Regions from separate parts of the Mus musculus genome. Here region 2 is linked to region 1. Evidence: chromatin contacts called from public Hi-C data. All regions are on one chromosome and are shown on one strand. Each heading gives the region's core, a stretch centred on a gene start, on an enhancer-like site or on the middle of the called end of the contact. The rest is flanking DNA. Distances are from core to core; before and after follow the strand shown.

Region 1 (3,818 bases), core at 648-3,147:
TTCCTTCTCACACCAGAATATTTCTAGTTCCTCCTGCGCTTTCACAGCCCATCCCCAAAGTTACCGTTTCTCCAAGGAGCTCATGATTCCTGAGCTGTCTTTGGTTTTAGTTTAGTCCCTCTCAAAGACTTAAACAATTATGGAGGCTAGTCTTTCCACCTGCCTCCCACAGAAGTTACTGTGTTCATTTGAAGGGCAGGGAATTCATTGTTGCTGTTTGTATTTCATTTTAGCACCCTTGCCATCTTTGTAGCCTTTTTGTGTGTGAGTGTATGTGTGCCTGTATGTGTGTGTGCACGCGTGTGTGTGTCTGTGTGTGTGTGTGTGTGTGCACACGTGCGTGCGCGTGTGCGCGCACATACATCCAGGTGTGTGTGGAGTGGATATATAACAACATGGCTTTCACAGTGAAATGGAAAGGTTGATCATTCGTGCACCTATTTATTTCTTTACCTGCTTCTGCCTTGTACTTTATTTCATTTCTTACTACTTTTTCTCTTAACTAGAAAGTGGTGTACATTTTGTGCATAATAGTTCACAGTGTATATACAGTGTAATTCAACCATTTTCCTGTATGTTGGCTCTAAGGTTGGCTCAGTAGTTACAATGACTAATTTTGTGGAGGGATAGGTTTTCACATAATGGTGGACTAATTAAGGGTCATTTCCTAGAAATGAGAGTAAAAGTCATTTTGCTGCATATTTCTAAATTCCGCATTCTAGAGCCATGTTCACTTACATTTCTACAAGCACACACACAGAGAGAGAGAGAGAGAGAGAGAGAGAGAGAGAGAGAGGCAGAGAGACAGAGAGACTATTCCTACTGCTTCAGAGAGAGAGAGAGAGAGAGAAAGGCAGAGAGACAGAGAGACTGCTTCAGCACTGTGTTAACATTTACCTATCTAAACATCATTCTATAGATGTAACATAGCAGTTTATCATACATGTACCCTTTTTTTCTATTAAGTTGATAATTGGTTATTGTTTGCCTCTATGAAGGCTATTTTGAAGTATTAATTTTATGTTCAAAGTTGCTAAATCTTTTTAATTGAATCTCAAGGATTTTTCTGGCATACTAATTATATCACATTACATGCAGGTATTTGTAATTCTAATGTCTTTGAGTAATTCTCTTGTGTAATTGTGTTTGCTGTCTCCCTATCTGTACCTCACCTCTTTGTCAAGTAGTAGTAGAGCTAGCAGTTATCTTTGCCTTGTGCCTTACACTTACAGCATTTATATTTAGCATTTATTGATACTTATAGCATTTCTTCATTAAGAGACTCATTTTTAGACTTGATTACAGTTATTTAATCAACCAACAAAATATGGAAGACTTACTTTATGTAAGTTATACACATGATGTTAAACAAAATGTATCTGTGTTGTTTCCAGGCCTGAAGGAAAATGGAAGCCACCTGTAAGATTTAATTTCGTCAACTTGATAGACAGGATGTGGGATTATCTAGCAGACCAGTCAGGGCACGCCTCAGGGATTATCCATATTAGCACAACTGAAGTGAGGAAACACTCCTTAACTTTGAGGGGCAGCATCCCATGAGGCTGGGTTCCCCATGAATTAGGGTTCCTCATGAATTACTGAATTATAACCTTGCAGGACACCAGTATTTGGTGCTCTTTGCTTCACAGCTGGATGCCTCCCACTCCTGTCAGCAGGATTTTCCTGCAGTGGCACACTGGACCCTCAGACTGCGAGCCACAGCAAACCCTTCTTCAAGTCTCTTCTTGTTGACGATTTTGTCATAGCAACGAGAAGGGTACCTAATACACATGCTTTAAAGTCTTCCCCTGACTCCCAAACAAACAACCGTATTTGACTCTGCATCTCACAGCACCACCAGATGGAGCACCATGGCCCTCACATCACGTGGCCATCAAGACATAAACTAAGCTCTAGTTAAAGGTGCTCCTGATGCAAGCTGAAGACAGGGACAGAGGCAGCTTAACCAGCACCAGAAGAACAAGTCAAGTGCTTGGCAAACACAAAACCAACTCCTGGTTGGTTTGCTAGTTTGTTTATTCGTGGGCTTTTTGTTTCATTTTGTTTGTTTGTTTTCTCCTTTTTTCCCTCTTACTGCTTTTCTGTTTTGGGTGTTTTGTTTTTTGTCTATATTTTGAGAAAGAATGTAAAATTGAGTAGGTAGAGTGGTGGGAGTAATTAGAGGAAGGGAAAACATAATAAAAATACATTGTGTGAAAAATGTTAAAGAAAAAATAAAATGCAACAGTTTTGAAAAAAAGGAAAAAAAAAAGTAGGAGTAATTCTGAAGACTTAGAGCACAAATAGGTCCTAGTAAGAAATCCCCAATACCAAGCTTAAAATGTTAGCACAGGTTTGGATGCCCTAGTTCTAGCTTACCTTAAATGTTCAGGAAGGACGAGGATGGAAAGCGTAGAGAAGTCTGCTTTGGGACAAACATCAAATACACAAGCAGGGTGTGGTTCCTCTTAGATTCGGCCCCAAAGCGAAAGAAGGAAATGAAAGGGAAAGTTTAGGATCCAGTATGAAGGAAGGAGAATTACAGCCAGCACCTCCTCCATGAGTGGTGTCCATAAATGAAACTGCACAGAGAGCAGAGCTGTCAGAAGAGGGAGCTCTCAGGCTAGGAACCTGGTTTATAGGATGATAAGGTGGTCATAGCCATGCAGAACTACAGGAAAGAGAGTGTGTGGACATCCTCACTGAGAGTCACAGACTTAACAACTGTGTTCCTTTTTGGAGTAATATCTTCAAACAACACTTAAGACAAATGAAAACCAAGTTGGATCAGAAATACTAAAATTAAAAAGAAAAGAAGAAATGGGTATTGATTGACTTCAAGATTGTATTAGAAACGAAGTCTGAACGACAGGATGTAGAAGGGAGGATGACTGCGTGTAACGATGGAGTCGAGACTGCAGCGAAGTCGAGGGAGGCAGAGAGCTCTAGTGGGTGAGGCTGAGCCCCAGAAGACCAACAGTGCAGGGAGAGAGTGAGCGACTCAGAAGACAAGAGAAGGAGGTGCAGCGTGGGACTACTGGGAGAACCTCAGGAAAAGCCAACCACCCAAACTAATACCTGAAATTAGAATAGAAAAAGAAACCTAAATAGGGAAAAAAACAAAACAAAACAACCCTTCACTCTTCATCTTAAAAGGGCCTATAAGATACCAGGGACTATTAACCCAGAAAAGTCCAAAGAACAGCTTAATAAAACTGTTAAAATTACAGACCAAACCAAAAACGTCTTACGAGCTCCAGACTCACAAAAGCATGTGCATTAAACTTACTGGAGTTGTCCCAATAGATTGAAAAGCCAGGCCACATAAAGCCACGTTTCAGCACCCTGAAGGTATACAAACCAGGTATGGTACCCATTCCCTCTCCAAGCATCAAGGCTATAGCAAGCAGTGAGGAAGGTGAAGGATTCAGAGGGCGTGTGCTGCACGTGTGCATGGATGTCCCACAGGGGAGCTCTCGTCTCGTTCTGGCTGAGTAGGAAAGCTGCCCTGGACAGATAAGGATGTCCTGTGTACAGATCGGAGCTGAGATCAAAACTACACTGTAAGTAGAGGTGTATTTGATGGCCAGGGTTTGTTCTGAAAAAAATGGAGCTGATCAAAGTAACAAAGAATGAGGACTTACTGTAGGAGCTGACTGACCAGTCTGCAAGGGGCTGTTGCTTCTGTTTAGTATCTCAGTGGCAGATGGAGCCATGGATACAGAAAGACAAAGGAAAGAAGGACAAACTAGAATCCTTGTAGGCTCTGCTTTATTTAATGTGACTAGCAAGTGCTCTTTATTGTGGAGCAACACATT
Region 2 (3,327 bases), core at 77-2,576, 130 kb after region 1:
AAGCAATGGTGCTGGGGCTGGAGAGATGGCTCAGGGGTTAAGAGCACTGACTGCTCTTCCAAAGGTCCTGAGTTCAAATCCCAGCAACCACATGGTGGCTCACAACCATCTGTGATGGGATCTGATGCCCTCTTCTGGTGTGTCTGAAGACAGCGACAGTGTACTCATATAAATAAAATACATCTTTAAAAAAAAAAAAAAAGCCATGGTGCTTTGAAATCTGGCTACGGATCTGTGTGGCTGGGCTGTTTGCAAAGCAAACCCTGAGTGAGTAAGTCAGGGATTTCCTCGCCCTCCACCTCACACCACTCCTGAGCCCTGAGTGGATAAAACTTCTGTCCAAATGCTATTCACGTCAGCTCTCACAACAGGAGAGAGAGAAGCTCCTGATGGCCAGTGTTCCACTCTCAAAGTGAAGGACCACGCTGTCTCTCGATCAGGTGAAGGGTCATACTCACATCCCACATCAGCACCCATGAGCTGTGGTGGTTTAAATGAGAAACATCCAAGATGGGCTTGTGTGTTAGAACACTACTAGGTCCTTTGTTACTGTCGCTGTTGGGAGTGGCTATGGCCCCTTTAAGAGGTGCAGCCTTGATGGATGGAGGACTACAAGGGCTAATAGCTTCCCTCACTTTTTGGTCTTTTCCTCTCAGATTTCTGTGTGTACATAAAACACAACCATCCAGCTTCCTGCTGCCGTGTCTTGCTCTTCCCCGTGCCACGGTGGACGCTGACTCCTTTGGAACCACAGCCATATTAAACCCTTTCCTCCTTACATTGCTGGACATGACAGTTTATCACAGCAACAGAGAAGTAGCTAATGCAGTGGCTAGCGTTGCTTGTCAGAGTCGCAGGATCTAGAATCACCACAGAAAGAAACCTCTGCTGTACCGGGGGAATCAACTTGTTTGGGTTCATCAAAGTAGAAAGACCCACCCCCAAAATGGGTGGCATATCCCATGGGTTGAGGGTCTCAGGCTGAATGAACGGAAGAAAATGGGCTGATACTAGCCTCTCTGTGCTCTCTAAGTACAGATGCAATGTGACCTTTACTCCCTGGTGTCTTGTGACATTGTTCATCGCAGCTAAACGGAGGGAAAAAATATTTTGGGTCATAAACATTTTTCACAAGCTGGTGTGCTGAAGGGTCACATCGCCAGTGCAACAGTTTAAAGTTTGGAGGTGACTGTCATGAAAGTCCTTACCTCTTTGGTGTGTTAATCCACTGATGGATTTTTTACTTAATGGGCCGTTGGGAGGTGCGGACACTCTAAGAGGTTTGGCCTAGTTGGAGGGAGTGAGTACCAGTAATTACCTGGTGATCAGCTCTTGACAATAATGAGCTGTCCTTACCTGGCTCTTTCCCCACCTCACCCCCCTTTCCTGCACTGTGATATAAGCAGCTTTTGAGCCCTCTGAAATGGTGTCAGGATCAATGCTTCCTCTAGCAGGCTAGTTTCTGTCAAGTCTTCTGTTGGGACCACAGAAAGATGACAAGCACACAAGTCAGTAATAACTAGTTCATTAACTCTGATTCACAGAAAGAAAAGTGGCAGGGCCGGTGAACAGTTGGGGTGGGGTCGTTAGTGTCTAATGGATACAGTTGCAGTTTGGGCCATTGTGGAGTCAGGTATTGGTCATGGCCACATAGCAGTATAAGTGTTCTTAATGGACTTGATGAAGGCAGCGAACAAGCACAGGAACATCTCTAAAATAGAAAAGTTTGCCTCATCCATATTTTACCATGATTTAAAAATATCCAGGTTCCTAGCTCCTGTTCCTCTCAGAAAAGCAGCCCTGTTGGGAAACTCAGGGCCACAGGAAACTTGTCCAGGCGGGAGCAGTTCAAACTAAGCCTTTCTCGGAAGGCAGACTCTATTTGACAGGAGATATCACTCCTATGGACTCCAAGCTGCAGGAAAGGTTTCATCAGAAAGATGGAGTAAGCTACCGGCAGAAAACATATGCCAGATGCCGAGTGAGGGACAGCATCCAGAATCTACCACTGATGCTCAGATCCTGGGCGTGTGTGTGTGTGTGTGTGTGTGTGTGTGTGTGTGGCAGGGTGGGGATGGGGTGTTACATCCACTCACTGGATGCTCCACATCCTCAGCTCACATGAAGGGGAGGATGACACAGCGCTTTGATATTATTTGGTCCTATGATGCAGAAACGAGGCCAAGATCAAACACTCAAAATCCTGATTCTCGAGGCCATTGGTATCCATGTTATCTTCAGGAAAGGAACAAAAATAAGCAACAAGGAAGGGAAAAAAAGAAAAAGAAAATGAAGGAGCACGTGAGTGTTGCTCAGCCACAGTTGGCTCGCACCTGCTTCATGTGAGTAACTCTGACTTTGTTCTTTTAAAACAATGGTTTTTTTGTTGTTGTTGTTTTTGTTTTTTTGGTTTTTTTTTTTTTTTTTTTGGTTTTTCCAGACAGGGTTCCTCTGTGTAGCCCTGGCTGTTCTGGAACTCACTTTGTATGTAGACCAGGCTGGCCTCGAACTCAGAAATCTGCCTGCCTCTGCCTCCCAAGTGCTGGGATTAAAGGCGTGCACCACCACGCCTGGCTCAATGTATTTTTTTCATTATACGTGTATGTGTATTTTCCTGTGTGTACATATGTGTGTCACATATGTGCCTGTTACTCACATGTCAGATCCCCGTGGAATGGGACTATAGACAGTTTTGAGCAGCCACGGAGGTGCTGGGAACCAAGTCTGGGTCCTCTGTAAGAACAATAAATGCTCTGAACCATGGAGACACTCCTGCATCTCTGGAGTGGTAAATCCTGCCCCCCCCCTTCCCATGCAGGAACCTAAGGCCTGGGTCTCATAGGCTACTCCAGATATCCCAGCTACTCCGGTGTTTGTCATCAGTGAAAGATCTGTGGCAAATTCTTTACCTGGTCTCAGAGGCAGGACAGATCCCAATGCTAAATGTTTTTAACTCGAGGTATCCCCATGACCCCTAGTCACATGGTAATTTAAACATGTCCCCCTTATTGCCACAAACTAACAGCCTGTTAAGATAATGGGTGGAGAGAAGGGTGCACAGAGGCACACAGAGTCATCAGAATCAGCCTGATGGGCAGTCTTCTCTGGGATACGTGTCTGCCTCTGAAGTGCAGCAAAGGATGCAGCTAAGGAGACAAAGCCGGTCGTGGGGATCCACCAACAGGCGTGGCTTTACTCAAGATCTCTTAGACTAAACTGTGGAAACGGCAGATGGGGGAACATATTGCAGGGGTTGGACCACACAACTGCCAGCAGCACCCTGTAACTTGGACCGAGCCTAGGAAAATCACAGGCTCCAAAATAGCT

Evidence for each region. A called contact is a pair of places that touch in the nucleus more often than the background predicts.
Region 2: a contact with region 1 is called in a Hi-C map of rod photoreceptor, with 1.5 times the contacts expected there. The contact joins two enhancer-like sites. A contact is called at or near these places in 3 of 39 promoter capture datasets (the 3T3-L1 cell line, 3T3-L1-derived adipocytes and maxillary cranial neural crest), 1 of 15 datasets of contacts at CTCF or cohesin (the NIH/3T3 cell line), 6 of 484 Hi-C or Micro-C datasets (the 3T3-L1 cell line, CD8 T cells, Th1 cells and 3 more), 1 of 115 datasets of contacts at active chromatin or transcription factors (embryonic stem cells) and 2 of 9 other capture datasets (adipose tissue and liver).

Annotation. Positions count from the first base shown.
Region 1 is chr19:56,563,649-56,567,466 of GRCm38.p6, forward strand. All of the region lies in intron 2 of Nhlrc2 (NHL repeat containing 2), which reads left to right. Among named protein-coding and RNA genes, the nearest start is that of Nhlrc2, 17 kb to the left of the region's middle. Within about 2 kb of position 1,898, at least 31 of the 459 cell types and tissues checked have an H3K27ac peak or open chromatin away from gene starts, as enhancers often do. A contact at or near this core is called in rod photoreceptor, where this site is marked.
Region 2 is chr19:56,694,290-56,697,616 of GRCm38.p6, forward strand. No RefSeq gene overlaps it. Among named protein-coding and RNA genes, the nearest start is that of Gm32575, 6.9 kb to the right of the region's middle. Within about 2 kb of position 1,327, at least 4 of the 459 cell types and tissues checked have an H3K27ac peak or open chromatin away from gene starts, as enhancers often do. A contact at or near this core is called in rod photoreceptor, where this site is marked.